Regions from separate parts of the Mus musculus genome. Here regions 1, 3 and 4 are each linked to region 2. A link is a contact called in public HiChIP or PLAC-seq data. All regions are on one chromosome and are shown on one strand. Each heading gives the region's core, a stretch centred on a gene start, on an enhancer-like site or on the middle of the called end of the contact. The rest is flanking DNA. Distances are from core to core; before and after follow the strand shown. Region 1 has its middle 37 kb from the start of Gm24696. Region 2 has its middle 30 kb from the start of Gm38563. Region 3 has its middle 210 kb from the start of Gm24696. Region 4 has its middle 180 kb from the start of Gm24696.

The links. HiChIP or PLAC-seq counts read pairs in DNA pulled down with a chosen protein or histone mark.
Region 1: a FOXA1 HiChIP or PLAC-seq map of pancreatic cancer cells shows a contact between it and region 2. The contact joins two enhancer-like sites. A contact is called at or near these places in 1 of 15 datasets of contacts at CTCF or cohesin (the NIH/3T3 cell line), 1 of 484 Hi-C or Micro-C datasets (neural progenitor cells) and 1 of 115 datasets of contacts at active chromatin or transcription factors (pancreatic cancer cells).
Region 3: a CTCF HiChIP or PLAC-seq map of the NIH/3T3 cell line shows a contact between it and region 2, with 6 read pairs. The contact joins two enhancer-like sites.
Region 4: a contact with region 2 is called in an HNF4G HiChIP or PLAC-seq map of pancreatic cancer cells. The contact joins two enhancer-like sites.

The regions. Positions count from the first base shown.
Region 1 is chr15:61,393,954-61,397,052 of GRCm38.p6, forward strand. No RefSeq gene overlaps it. Among named protein-coding and RNA genes, the nearest start is that of Gm24696, 37 kb to the left of the region's middle. Within about 2 kb of position 1,783, at least 51 of the 459 cell types and tissues checked have an H3K27ac peak or open chromatin away from gene starts, as enhancers often do. A contact at or near this core is called in pancreatic cancer cells, where this site is marked.
Region 2 is chr15:61,125,366-61,128,749 of GRCm38.p6, forward strand. No RefSeq gene overlaps it. Among named protein-coding and RNA genes, the nearest start is that of Gm38563, 30 kb to the right of the region's middle. Within about 2 kb of position 1,961, at least 30 of the 459 cell types and tissues checked have an H3K27ac peak or open chromatin away from gene starts, as enhancers often do. A contact at or near this core is called in the NIH/3T3 cell line and pancreatic cancer cells, where this site is marked.
Region 3 is chr15:61,561,823-61,565,174 of GRCm38.p6, forward strand. No RefSeq gene overlaps it. Among named protein-coding and RNA genes, the nearest start is that of Gm24696, 210 kb to the left of the region's middle. Within about 2 kb of position 1,714, at least 20 of the 459 cell types and tissues checked have an H3K27ac peak or open chromatin away from gene starts, as enhancers often do. A contact at or near this core is called in the NIH/3T3 cell line, where this site is marked.
Region 4 is chr15:61,531,634-61,534,815 of GRCm38.p6, forward strand. No RefSeq gene overlaps it. Among named protein-coding and RNA genes, the nearest start is that of Gm24696, 180 kb to the left of the region's middle. Within about 2 kb of position 1,303, at least 64 of the 459 cell types and tissues checked have an H3K27ac peak or open chromatin away from gene starts, as enhancers often do. A contact at or near this core is called in pancreatic cancer cells, where this site is marked.

The DNA.
Region 1 (3,099 bases), core at 533-3,032, 270 kb after region 2:
AATACAACAGAGTAGATGACCATATAAACACACAGTAACTATGACAGTACATGCAAGGTCTGCAGGAGCCCGTTTCAAACAAAATCACAGTATGGAGAGTGTAGGAAAGCATGGAGTCTTTCCCTATCTAAAGAGCTATAGCCAGTTGGTGGTGGCTGGTGGCACATGTCTTTAATCCCAGCACTTGGGAGGCAGAGGCAGGCAGATTTCTGAGTTTTAGGCCAGCCTGGTCTACAGAGTGAGTTCCAGGACAGCCAGGGCTACACAGAGAAACCCTGTCTTGAAAAAAACCAAAAACCAAAAAAGAAAAAAGAAAAAAAGAGCTCTTGGTGACTGAAAGATCCTGGGAGAGGAAGAGTCAAGGTTTTAAGGGTATAGCTCCAGAGTAAGGCCACATGCCCAGGAATATATGTGCAGCACAATATACAGACTTCAGTTTTTCAAAAGACAAATACAGTGTTGGGTGGGTAGGGACTGGGGAATACATCTGGAATGAGATCACAGTATGAACATGATAATGGTCAAAATCCATTGCACACAATTCCTAGAGAACTCTCAGAAAAGAGAAGCATTCAGCTAACATTGGGAGAGTATCACGTGGGAATGCCTATTGTGTTCAGGAACAAGACGTCATTAGGACTGAGACTTCAATGCAGTGTGTTATACCGAGACACCAAGAACATGATGTTTTATGATCCTAGACACCAAAAATATGATGGCATAGTCTGTACTTGACCGGTAGCATTCTAATGAAGAACATCAAGGCAAGGCACATGAAGATGTCACATCATGTCTTGAAGAGTGACAGGAAAGTTTCAAAAAAAAAAAAAAAAAGATTACAAATAGCCTAAGTTTTAAATCAGCAATGGACTATTCAAAGGGGGGAGAGATTAGGGAGAAGAGTTAACAAGGACATAGACAGTGAAGGATGTGAACGCCTTCGGGAGACCCAGCATGGTTTAAGAGCAGAGGCAGTACATGGAAGGAAAGCTAGGCGGGTAAGTGCCAGGAACTCAAAAGCAGGCACAATATGCCTTCTTACTTCCTTCTTCCTGCACTATATAACTGTCCTTTCTCAGCTTCTTTTCACTGTAGCATGATGCAGAAAACTCAATGTTGCACGAAGCTCTCTGGCTTGATTTCTAGCAGTGCATACACTGGCCGTGGAGGTACCCACCTAAAATCTCAGAACTTGGGGAGTAAAGGCAAGATCAGATTTTCAGGGATACAGAGAAGATTTAAGGCCAACCTGGTCTACATGAGACTCTGATTATAAACTATAAAACTAAATTAAAAACTAAAGGGGGGAGGGGGCTAAGAGAAGAGAAAACCATACAGGGTAGCTTTCAGTCATTCGGATCACTTGGGGTGGCATACACCACACTGCAGATGAGCCAACGGATGTGCAAGGTCAGAACATAACCTTCTGTCAACACGTAGCCCGACACAGGGTCCCCAGCCCCCACAACATTAGCAAGAAAATAAGAACGCCTGCCCAGCTGTCTTGCTGGCTGTCACTGGGTAAATTATCTTTTATTAAGGATCTGTAATTGTTCTCCACTGAGCTGTGACCTAAATTTAGTAGTTCTGAGGAGTGAGACCCAGCCAACAGGATTTCCCTGAGAACACGATGAAGTTCCTGCATCAATTCAATTCATTAGCTAGAAAAAGAACAAGCGGCCAGTTCTTTCTTTTTTTTTTTCTTTCCCATTCTCCAGTGAGCCGTTTGTTTGTTTAGTTTGACCACATTTTTTTTTTCTTCTTGGATCCAGTCTGAGCCTCTGTAAGGACAGCACAGCTCATTCAAACACTTCCTGTCACATTAGCTCCCAAGGCAGAAACCAAGTAACACTATGTAAATCTTGCTGGTAAGACCCTCCATTTACTTCTTGGGGATTTTCAGCATAAGGAGAAGAAATGTCCTCAAGTAGTCAGGATGATTTGGGGTGAGGGGAAGAAAACTCAGCTTACTAGAATCACTAAAGCAACAGAAGAATAGACAGAGAAGGAGGGGAAAGGCAACACTGGTTAAAAGCTATCGTGAAAACTTTTGTGTAAGAAAGGTCATGAGAGGGACAGCCTCTACTAGAGACATTACTTCCAAAACCTGTTTTCATCATGACAATCTAATGAAGGCCAGAAAATAAAGTCACTCAATTTGGATACAGTTTCTAAAGATCTGTGCAAAATTTAGGGCCACATCTTCTTCCTCTAATCCCAGAGTTTTCCTTCAGTTCATCATTAACTTTTTGCCATGACAGTCTGGACTTGGGATCTGTCATGGATGTGCACCCTGTAAAGTCTCATGTATGGGTACCCACACATAAAAGAAAAAGAATATTCAATTTTAACAACATTCTTATTTGTTTTTCTTAACAATTCTTTTTTTTTTTTGCTGTTTTTTAATTAGGTATTTTCTTTATTTACATTTCAAATGTTATTCCCTTCCCTAGTTTCCCCTCCAAAAAAAACCCTATCCCCTCCCCCTGTTCACCAACCCACCCACTCCTGCTTCCTGGCCCTGGCATTTCCCTACACTGGGGCATAGAGCCTTCATGGGACCAAGGGCTTCTCCTCCTATTGATAACCGACTAGGCCATCCTCTGCTACATATGCATCTGGAGCCATGAGTTCCCCCATGTGTACTCTTTTGTTGGTGGTTTATTCTTTAACCCACCAATTTCCTTTTTCTGCCACCCTATCGGAAACTTCCTGATGACCAATATGTTACTGTAAAGATAGTTCATATACCTCTGCATGAATAAAGAAAAATGTCCCACGACATCCTTAGAAAACTTAATCTTGCTAGATATGTAATGTGGTCTGTAGAGTGTTTGCATAACATGTATGATGCCCTGCGTTCCATACCTAACACCACATAAAAACAGACATTCTGGCATGCACCAATAATCTCAGCACTCAGGAAGTGGAGATAGATTAGAAGTAGAGGCCAGTCTGAAATACATGAGAACGTTTTATTTAAAAAGGAAAGAGGTTTAGTGTTTTATTAAGAGGCTAAGATATCCATACCCTAACAGTAACTTAGTGACATTGTGCTGTCTCTGATTTCTCAGTAGTTTCATAGCAATGTAGTGAAGT
Region 2 (3,384 bases), core at 711-3,210:
TGCTCAGAATTGACTCTGAATGACTTCAGAAATCATAACTAGGACAAATGATGAACATAGACTGAACCTTCCTACAGATCTAAGCTTTAGGAGTGACCTGCCTGGGCAGGTGACAGGCTCCAAGCCCTGGGAATTCACTAGTTGGATGTGGTTGAAGACATAGACATACAGGCATATACACACATACACAGAAAAAGGTCTGTTGGCTGCCTTCCTCTGTGTATTCTGTACATATTTCTTAATCTTGGTTACTGTCATTTATATATATTTTTGTTCTCTCTATTTTATTTTTCATAACAAACACAGCTCAGCAAACCATAGGTTCCTGGTTCCAGTCCTTAATGTTCAGAAACCTGAGCGGGAAGTGAAGCTGCCCAGATCTAACACCCAGTGATCATCACAGGTTAATTTAATGTTCTCCAGTTATTTTGGGAAGACTTAAAACAGGATTGCCTAACCCAGCACCATATGAATGACAAAGTCTGTAGCTAATGCCCCCAGTGCCTTGCTCTCTAGAAAACAGTGGGTTTGCACACACAGGCCTCCTTTGATTTCGTACTGTTCTCTGTATGACTTGTCTAACATCAACCATTCTTTAGCTTTGGGAAGAAAGACACTTCAAGAGACTGTTGACATGACTGGTGGCCTTTCACATCCAATCAAAGGAGTTTATAATCAAAAAAGAGGTAAAAGGAAGAGACCACTGCTCCCTACCCAAACTAGGACAAATCACACAGGTATGGGCTAAAATCCCCAGACTTTCACTTTGTCTGGAAACCGGGATACTGACCCTGTTATTTCTCCCAGAGTCACATTCTCAGATGTGCCGACATAATGGGGATCTCCAGGGCTTGTTCCCCACCTCCCTGAGAATGCTACCAGAATTCCCTTCTGCTAAACCTCATATACCTATCATGTCTGTTGTCACTTGTCTCATGTTTGTCTTTCACTTAGAAACAAAGTCACAGAACGCTTAGAGCATGCATCTTGGAGCAAATGTGTTCAAGGTTCAAGCTTCTACTATTCCCTTACTTTACTTGGTCATTCAGACTTAATACAACATACATGACCATCTGTGTAGGCCTCATGATGCATGGAAACCTCCAAACAAAAGTTATTAGCTGTGGTTATAATGCTTTAACTGAATGAATGGAAGTGGGCTGACTGAGTTCAATTTTTTTGACATTTTTGTTACATGGCTCCATAGGTAGCCACCATAGCCTTAGTCTTCAGTGGCTATAAATTTGGAATAATCACGATGTCTATTTTGGAGAAGCTGGTATGGAAGTGGTGGAGAGAAAGTGAATAGTTTTGCCCCTGATCTCAGAAGGCTTTCAGTAGAACCAACTCTCCACTTTCAGCACTTAGTCTGAGGCTGACATCTAGTAGGAACTGTTAGAGTTATAGATTCTAACTTTCTTGCCTAATAATTCCCTTCACACTCACCTCTCCAAACAGATGCACATACACACACATGCCATAGCCTCTTACCACTTACATACACGTCTCATATACACACATACCTCCCACAACACATGATGTTCACCAGACCACATTTTCCATATATACTATGCATTGTGTATCTTCTGAACACCCACATACACATACTATAGACAAAAGCACCACATATATCATACACACTATATACATATGAACAAACACCATTCAATACACACATCGATGAATCACAACCACAAGACATACTTCCACAGATATATACAATATGCAAACATAGCACTCACAACATAGGTACACAACTAAGATACTGGACACACATATAGTCTACTCATACACACACACACACACACACACAGAGAGAGAGAGAGAGAGAGAGAGAGAGAGAGAGAGAGAGAGAGAGATTTCTCTCAGCTACTCAGCTGAGCCTAGAGGAACTGTGCACTGTGCAGGTTTCATGATACAATGATTCAGCTTGCAGGCCTGTTGCTGCAGGCAGGAGGTTTCCCATCAGCTGTAGCCACCTCCCTGGAAAGGCATGTGGGAAGAATTCCAAATTCATAGTTTAGCCTGAGGAAAAGGGTGTGGAGTTATGATATTTTCCCTTTACAGATTGTTAAATAACATGGGCCTAAGCCAATACATCATTTCTCCAAGTTGAGGTATAGGTGAGGCTGTTTACCCTTTCTGAAGTTCTGCAGAGCTCTAATGAATTCTGTGTCATCATTTGCTACATTTCCTCTAGAGCAAGGAGCTATGAGCAAAAGTCATCATAGCCACAGGGTCCCACTGCGAGTTGTGCTCTGGATAATCTCTCTCATTCAGGGGTCTTAAAGCATTTCCCATTTTTAAGATACCTAGCCATGGCCCTCAACACATGGACCTCAGTCCAACTGAAATTAGCATCAGGCATTTGCCTTGTTCTGGTGAAGATCTAGAGAGTCAAATTTGGAAGAGCAAGTTTGATGGTTCTGATACAGACGGAAACACAAACAACACTCAGGGAAATCCCAGATTTCCTTGGTTCCTGGGTGGAAAAACTCACCCTCAGTCATTTAAAACCATCTGAGGCAGGGAGTTGACAGCACGGCGAGAACCAGGCCTCATGTCTTCCTGCAGTGGGTCTACTGTTTTTCAAGTATTTTAGTCCAAGTCACTGATTTTTCTTCCTTTTAGATCACTAAGAACTTTAGATACACTCAGGTAGAAGCAGTAGAAATCATTGAGCTTTCCTCCAAGGGCAAATGGATTCTCCTGGGGAGCCAGTACCCCTGAGGGAGTCAGTTTTGCCTATAGAAGTAATTTATTTTATGTCAAGTCTACTGGCTAGCACCAATTCTCAGCCAAGCTGGACAACTTCCAGCTGCAGAGGCTTAAGAAGGAAGGATTGAATTTCCGTGTCAGGTTCCCTTGTGCCTTACTGTTCAGAAACCAAACTTCTCCAAAGAAAGGCACCTCAAAAGTTCATCGACTTTCTGGAAAGGCAGATCTGTTGTCAGAAATTGCAAGCCCTAACTCTGGCCCATGATCTGTTTTATAAATAAAGTTTTATGGGAAAAAAAGTCCAGCAATTCATTTATGTATTTTCTTATGTTGTATGTGTGCAAAAATGGCAGAGTTGCAACATAGACCATACAACTGAAACATCTTCAAATACTTACCATCTGCATTTTAATGGGAAATATTTGTTAATATTGGCTTAGATTGTTGCTTGGGATAATTCTGGGGGCCTTGAAACATATAATTGAATTGATCAGCCAAAAGAAAGTAACATAAACTACTATGCTGAATAGCACATCATGTTGGTATGATCACAGAATTGTAAAGACTCTGGGAAACTGTCTTGGTCACTTCTGAGACTTATTTAGTAGATGGTTAATCTTTTCATTAGATGTAATGAATAGTGTTTTATTTCAAGGATTCTGTTGG
Region 3 (3,352 bases), core at 464-2,963, 440 kb after region 2:
CTACTTTCTATTTCTTGGATATTCCCACTCTGACCTCAGCCTGTGCTTCACATGTTTGGCACTTGGTCATCACTCAAAGAGCTACTCGAAAATCAACTTTCATATGCCACCTGTTTTGGTCTGTATTCTTGGCCAACCCATTCTAACTGTCTTCCTGTCCTATCCTATTCCCTTTGTTGCAATACACAGCAATCACTTGTTAGGTTTTTTCATGTGTGTAGTCCATTTTTCTTGTGTGTTCTCTGTTCATATGCCCTAAAATATTTGTGGAGACAAAAAAATCCAATATACACCTTATCTTCACGTCCTGGCAGTTAAGTCAGAGAATGAAATAAATATAGTAAAAGGAATTAGTGACAGTTTAAAAAAAAAAAAACAGCTAAGATTGTCTAACATGGACACCATCTCAGACAAGCCTCCCTATTTCATGAATAACTCTCTACAGCCTCACACAATTGCAGCCTGCATCCTTGTCCCCAAGCTATTCAGCTAACTGTGTGGTTTCAGTGGCTGGCTGGAGCTGAACGTCTCACAAGGGGAGGAAGCAAATATTTGGCAGGCTCATTTGCCAAAAGAGTCATTGCTCCTGATTAAAAAGCAATTAATTATGGGAATCCAGAACTGAAAATGGCTTTCTTGTCCCTGGGCCACCCTTCTCTGAATGACTTGGGCCGTCCAGGGCAAGTCAGGACATAAAAGTAAAATCAAGCCATGTGCACTGAAGCCACACTGAAGGTTTGACAATAAAAGCTGATGAGAAGGAAGGGCCACAGATAAGGTGACCTGAGTGCAGAAGACTCTAAAGAACATGCCTTTGAACTTGTAATGGAGTGAAGGAAGAAAAGACTCTTGTAATTAAAAGAAGTCATACTAATTAAAACAAAACTGAGCCTACATTAAAGAAAGATAAGATTTACTGCACTGGGAATACCAAAGGAGCCCAGGCAGAGTGCTGTCAAAGGATGAAGCAACCAAGATAAGCCTCTTCCAGCTCAGAGTAGAGGGTATGAGTTTGAAAACAAAGTAGGCTTTGCCTCTGCCACCCTGTCAGTTCGAACTTTATTTTTCTGTCAGTGTGAACTTTGGGTCTTACTCCAATGATTCTTGACCTAGTTGGGGCACCAGGCTTCAAACAACATGTTTGATTACATTGCTCAGCCAGTGGAAGATTCCTTCGCTTTCCCCCATTTAAAAAACAAAACATGCATTCTCATCTCATTTAAAACAAACTAAGTTAGCAAGTTCACAGCTGCAAATTAGGTATGTCTTAATAACTCCCAAATGCAGGGATGTATTCAACAGATATTCAGTTAGTTCCCAACTTCCTGTACATTTCATGAGTAAGGAATGTTAAGGTCTAGAATGTTACATTGTGGGGATGGGGGCGGAGGATAGCCAATGTTGTGACAAATGGCAGAAAATGCAGGTATGGAGTCAGTATACTTTGTTTAAATCCCCTTTTCTATTTGCTCAATAGCCATGTCTTAAGGTTTGAATGTCAAATTTCCCTCACAAGCTCATTTGCTTGAATGTCTCATCTCCAGCAGGTAACTCTTGTTTTATAGGTTTGGGAATCTTTAGGAGACAGTCTTAGATGCAAGATGTGGGTCACTACAGGGAGGAGCTTTAAAATATAGCCCAGGCTTGCTCTGGCTCTCCTACATCCAAATCATCTCAGATGTGAGCAAGCAGCTTCAAACTGCTGCCACCACAGCTATGAGTCATTCCCATGGCCACACTTTTCCAGCCACAATGGACTCCATTCCTTCAAACCTAAAAGATTCTTCCTCCTTGATGTGTCACAGCAATGAGAGACTAGCATACAATGTGACAGTGATCCTAACTGCACTGACTATCCTGTTCATGAAAGTTTATATTCTTTTTTTAATTAGGTATTTTCTTCATTTATATTTCCAATGCTATCCCAAAAGTCCCCCATACCCTCCCCCTCACTCCCCTACACACCCACTCCCACTTCTTGGCCCTGGAACTCGCCTGTACTGAGGCATATAAAGTTTTTAAGACCAAGGGGTCTCTCTTCCCAATGATGGCTGACTAGGTCATCTTCTGATACATATGCAGCTAGAGACATGAGCTCTGGGGGTACTGGTAAGTTCATATTGTTGTTCCACCTATAGGGTTGCAGATCCCTTTAGCTCCTTGGTTACTTTCTCTAGCTCCTCCATTGGAGGGCCTGTGTTCCATCCATTAGCTGACTGTGAGCATCCACTTCTGTGTTTGCCAGGCACCAGCATAGCCTCACAAGAGACAGCTATATCGGCGTCCTTTCAGCAGAATCTTGCTGGTGTATGCAATTGTGTCAATGTTTGGAGGCTGATTATGAGATGGATTCAAGGGTGTGGTAGTCTCTAGATGGTCCATTCTTTTGTCTCAGCTCCAAACTTTGTATCTGTAACTCCTTCCATGGGTCTTTTGTTCCCAATTCTAAGAAGGGGCAAAGTGTCCATACTTTGGTCTTCGTTCTTCTTGGGGTTCATGTGTTTTGCTAATTGTATCTTGTATCTTGGGTATTCTAAGTTTCTGGGCTAATATCCACTTATCAGTGAGTACATATCATTTGAGTTCTTTTGTGATTGTGTTACCTCACTCAGGATGATACCCTCCAGGTCCATCCATTTGCCTAGGAATTCCATAAATTCATTCTTTTTAATAGCTGAGTAGTACTACATTGTGTAAATGTACCACATTTTCTGTATCCATTCCTCTGTTGAGTGGCATCTGAGTTCTTTCCAGCTCCTGGCTATTATAAATAAGACTGCTATGAACATAGAGGAGCATGTGTCCTTCTTACCGGTTGGAACATCTTCTGGATATCTGCCCAGGAGAGGTATTTCGGGATCCTCCAGTAGTACAATGTCCAATTTTCTGAGGAACCACTAGACTGATTTCCAGAGTGGTTGTACAAGCTTGCAATCCCACCAACAATGAAGGAGTGTTCCTCTTTCTCCACATCCTCACCAACATCTGCTGTCACCTGAATTTTTGATCTTAGCTATTCTGGCTGGTGTGAGATGGAATCTCAGGGTTGTTTTGATTTGCATTTCCCTGATGATTAAGGATGCTGAACATTTTTTTTCAGGTGCTTCTCAGCTGTTCGGTATTCCTCAGGTGAGAATTCTTTGTTTAGCTCTGAGCCCCATTTTTAATGGGGCTATTTGATTTTCTGGAGTCCAGCTTCTTGAGTTCTTTATATATATTGGATATTAGTCCCCTATCTGATTTAGGATTGGTAAAGATCCTTTCCCAATCTGTTAGTGGCCTTTTGTCTTATTGATGGTGTCTTTTGCCTTACAGAAGCTTTGCAATTTTACGAGGTCCCATTTGTCAATTC
Region 4 (3,182 bases), core at 53-2,552, 410 kb after region 2:
TCTGAACTATTTCCCTTTGGCTATTGTGTTACTTGGTACTTACATGTTACTTGGTGATAGGTTTTTGTGGTGGTAGTACTGATGGTGGTCGTGACGGTGGTGCAAGTGGGAGTGGTATTGTTGAGTCTTGATTCAGAAATCAGGAGGGTATTGAAGTATTCATGGGTTGTATCATTTTGATAACCAGGCACTATTGGGTGATAACACTGATTTCCAGTGTAAGCCAAGAATTTGCAGGAAGTTCAGGATGCCTTTTTCTTTTCTTCTCTTCTCTTCTTTTCTCTTCTCTTCTCTTTTCTTTCTTTCTTTGTTTTTTTTTTGTTTGTTTTTTTGTTTTTTAATGAACATTAGGACCTCATGAGTGGATAAGCACAGGCAACTGAAATTTTTGTTCTCTATAGGGTCCTCCTAAATTCTTAAATTTTCATTGCTTCAGGACTTGCATTTTCACAGGAATTAAACAATGGATATAAAAGAAGAGAGATAAACAATCACACCCAGAGTGACTTCCCACTCTTCATTGTCTCATGCAAAGGAAAGAAATTCTTTGGGTGAGTTCCTTCCAAAGCAAACATCCTGAGCACCTAGGCATCCCACTTGTGGATCACAGTAGCCAGCAGGATGACTCACTGGTATTCATGGAACTCCCTGTTGCCAGTGAATTACACTGAGAAGTTTCTAGGCAGCCACATTGCTGGCGATGAAGAGGTCGGGGGCTAGGAGTTGCCCAAATGGGTCACTTTCTAGAATGGTTCTTGATATACTGAGAACTGGGATCTTGGTATTCTAACAGGATCTTTTCTACCGGTAGCATATGCACTTATAGAGCGAGGGAATTAAAATGCAGTGGGTTAAGTTGAAAGCTTAATGCCATGCCATCTGCAAAAACTCAATACTTTTCAAGCTTATATACCCTGCACTCTATCTAAACTACTTGTCCTGCCATCTGCTTTTGTTCTGTAAATAACTATTCCCAATCCAACTGCCTACTGAACAACTAGCCAATGATTCAGTTAATAATTATAAACCTTAACAATCCAGCAAGCAACCACATACAAAGGAACTAGATATCACTTGTCTGAATATTTGATAGTCATGCAAGACCGAAAATGGGCCTTCTGGAACAACAGTCATGTTGGGAACTGTTGGGGAAGGGGCAGGGTGGGGTGGATTGGTGGGTTTTGAATGAAACGTTGCCTTAACGGTCCCAGTTCAATCTTTCCCACACAAGCTCAAGCCCACATCTCACAGAAGTATTATATCTGTTCACTTCCTTGTACTTCGCTCCAAGAATGAGTGAGTCATGGTTTAAGGACAAATTCTTAACATAGGTGCTACAGGCAAACAAAGGAAAACCAAACGCCTCATTCTTCTATTTCTCCTTTAAAAGGAAACTCATGCTGGAGGCATTTGGGTAACATTCCTTTTATATAACAGCACGAACTTCATCTGAAGGAAGAAACAGTGCAGCTGTAGAAACGGGTAGGTGTGGGATTGCTCTTCTCTCACCTATGACCCTTCCTGGCCGTATCTTAATGTAATACCACAAGTTCTGGGCCAGCACTGAATGTGAAGGTGGGACATGGAAAAAGGACATACAGAAGAGGCAGCATGCTTGTCCTGTGTTAGGACATGATGAGGCAGGCTCTTTAAATGCATGGGTGGCTCAGATAGATGGGCTGGGGTTATATCCTGTTCTGATGTTTATTGGCTGTGTGATTCTGGCAATGTAGTAGAGGACTGCTGTGAGTTATCACACCGTTGGAAAAATCAGGATTATATCAAAAGTTAATAGATAATTTATGTTCAGCTGTGTCTGATACACATAGATTCACTGAACCCTGTAGAGTTCAGTGCTGGCTTCTTCTTCAAGACGAGAAACTGATTTTCTTTGTTTTAGGTTTTTGGTTTTGTTGTTGTTTGTTTGTTGTTTTGTTTGGCTTTCATTTTGCCCTGTATTTGAGACTGAAGAAGAACTTACAGGAATGTTCTAGAAACAGGAGAAATTAACTTGTCTCAACAATAGCTCAGATGTGAGACCTCAGAGCTAACCACACATTAACTGCTTTGTGGTCAGATTAAAAAAAAAAGCATGCAGGCCATCTTTACTCCTAATAATTTCTGCATCTCAGAATATGAAAAACTTTTATGTAATATCTTAGATAGTTTCTATTAATCTATTAATCTATCAATGTCCTGAATAGATTTGGTGGTTGCTCTTTGGAACCATTTCACACTGGTAGTGTATCAGATGGCACTCAGAAACATAGGCAGGCAGTGCTTAAATGAAAGAGGTTCCATTCTTCTCTTGTAGAACAGCATTGTCTCCTTCCAGCCAGATCACCATCATTAATTTTATTTAACAGTCTTTTTGAAGAGACATTTTTTTCACTCGTACTATTTCTACTGTGCCACTTCCTGTGTCAGGACATTCGTCCTTTGTGTGTAACTGTTCTCTATGTCCCCTGCTTTGCTTTCTGAGTTTGCTCCCCACATCTGAACTGGAATCACTCCCTTATTGGCTGTGAGGTGCTATCTCCTAGCAACATCAGAAGCTACACTCAAAAGATCTAACCAACCTGACTGTCCAATGTGAAATGAACAAGGATGGACAAAGATGATAGCAATGGACTTTCAAAGTGGATGGAGTCCCTGAGGTCTCTGCCCTAAACAAGGAACTATTGATAAGTGAGCAAAGCTAGGAGTGGGAGAGATGATCTTTCTCAGGGAAGAACACACTAATTGGTTATCCAACACCAACTGATCAACCTTAAAAGCATAAGTAAAAGGAACATTATATAGTCTGAAGAGGTTATATTTAGGAATATTTATGCATATATGTGTATATGTATAAATGTTTATGTGGGTATGTATATGTGTATATTTATATATCTGTATATGTATATTTAGGAATATGTATATGTATATATGCATACATACCTGCATGCAACAACAATTAAGGAAAAAAGAGGTCATGAATTTAAAGGAGAGTGAGGATTTGGAAGGAGAAATGTTATAATTGTATTACAATCTCAAAAAATTCCAAACATAATATTTATTCATAGAAAAAAACAATAAAGACAATTTACACAATATGTTCCTCACAATATGCTATACATTTGTAATCAGTGGATTCTGATGACAAATAATTATCTTTCCACTAATTCCTAGATTTAATTTCT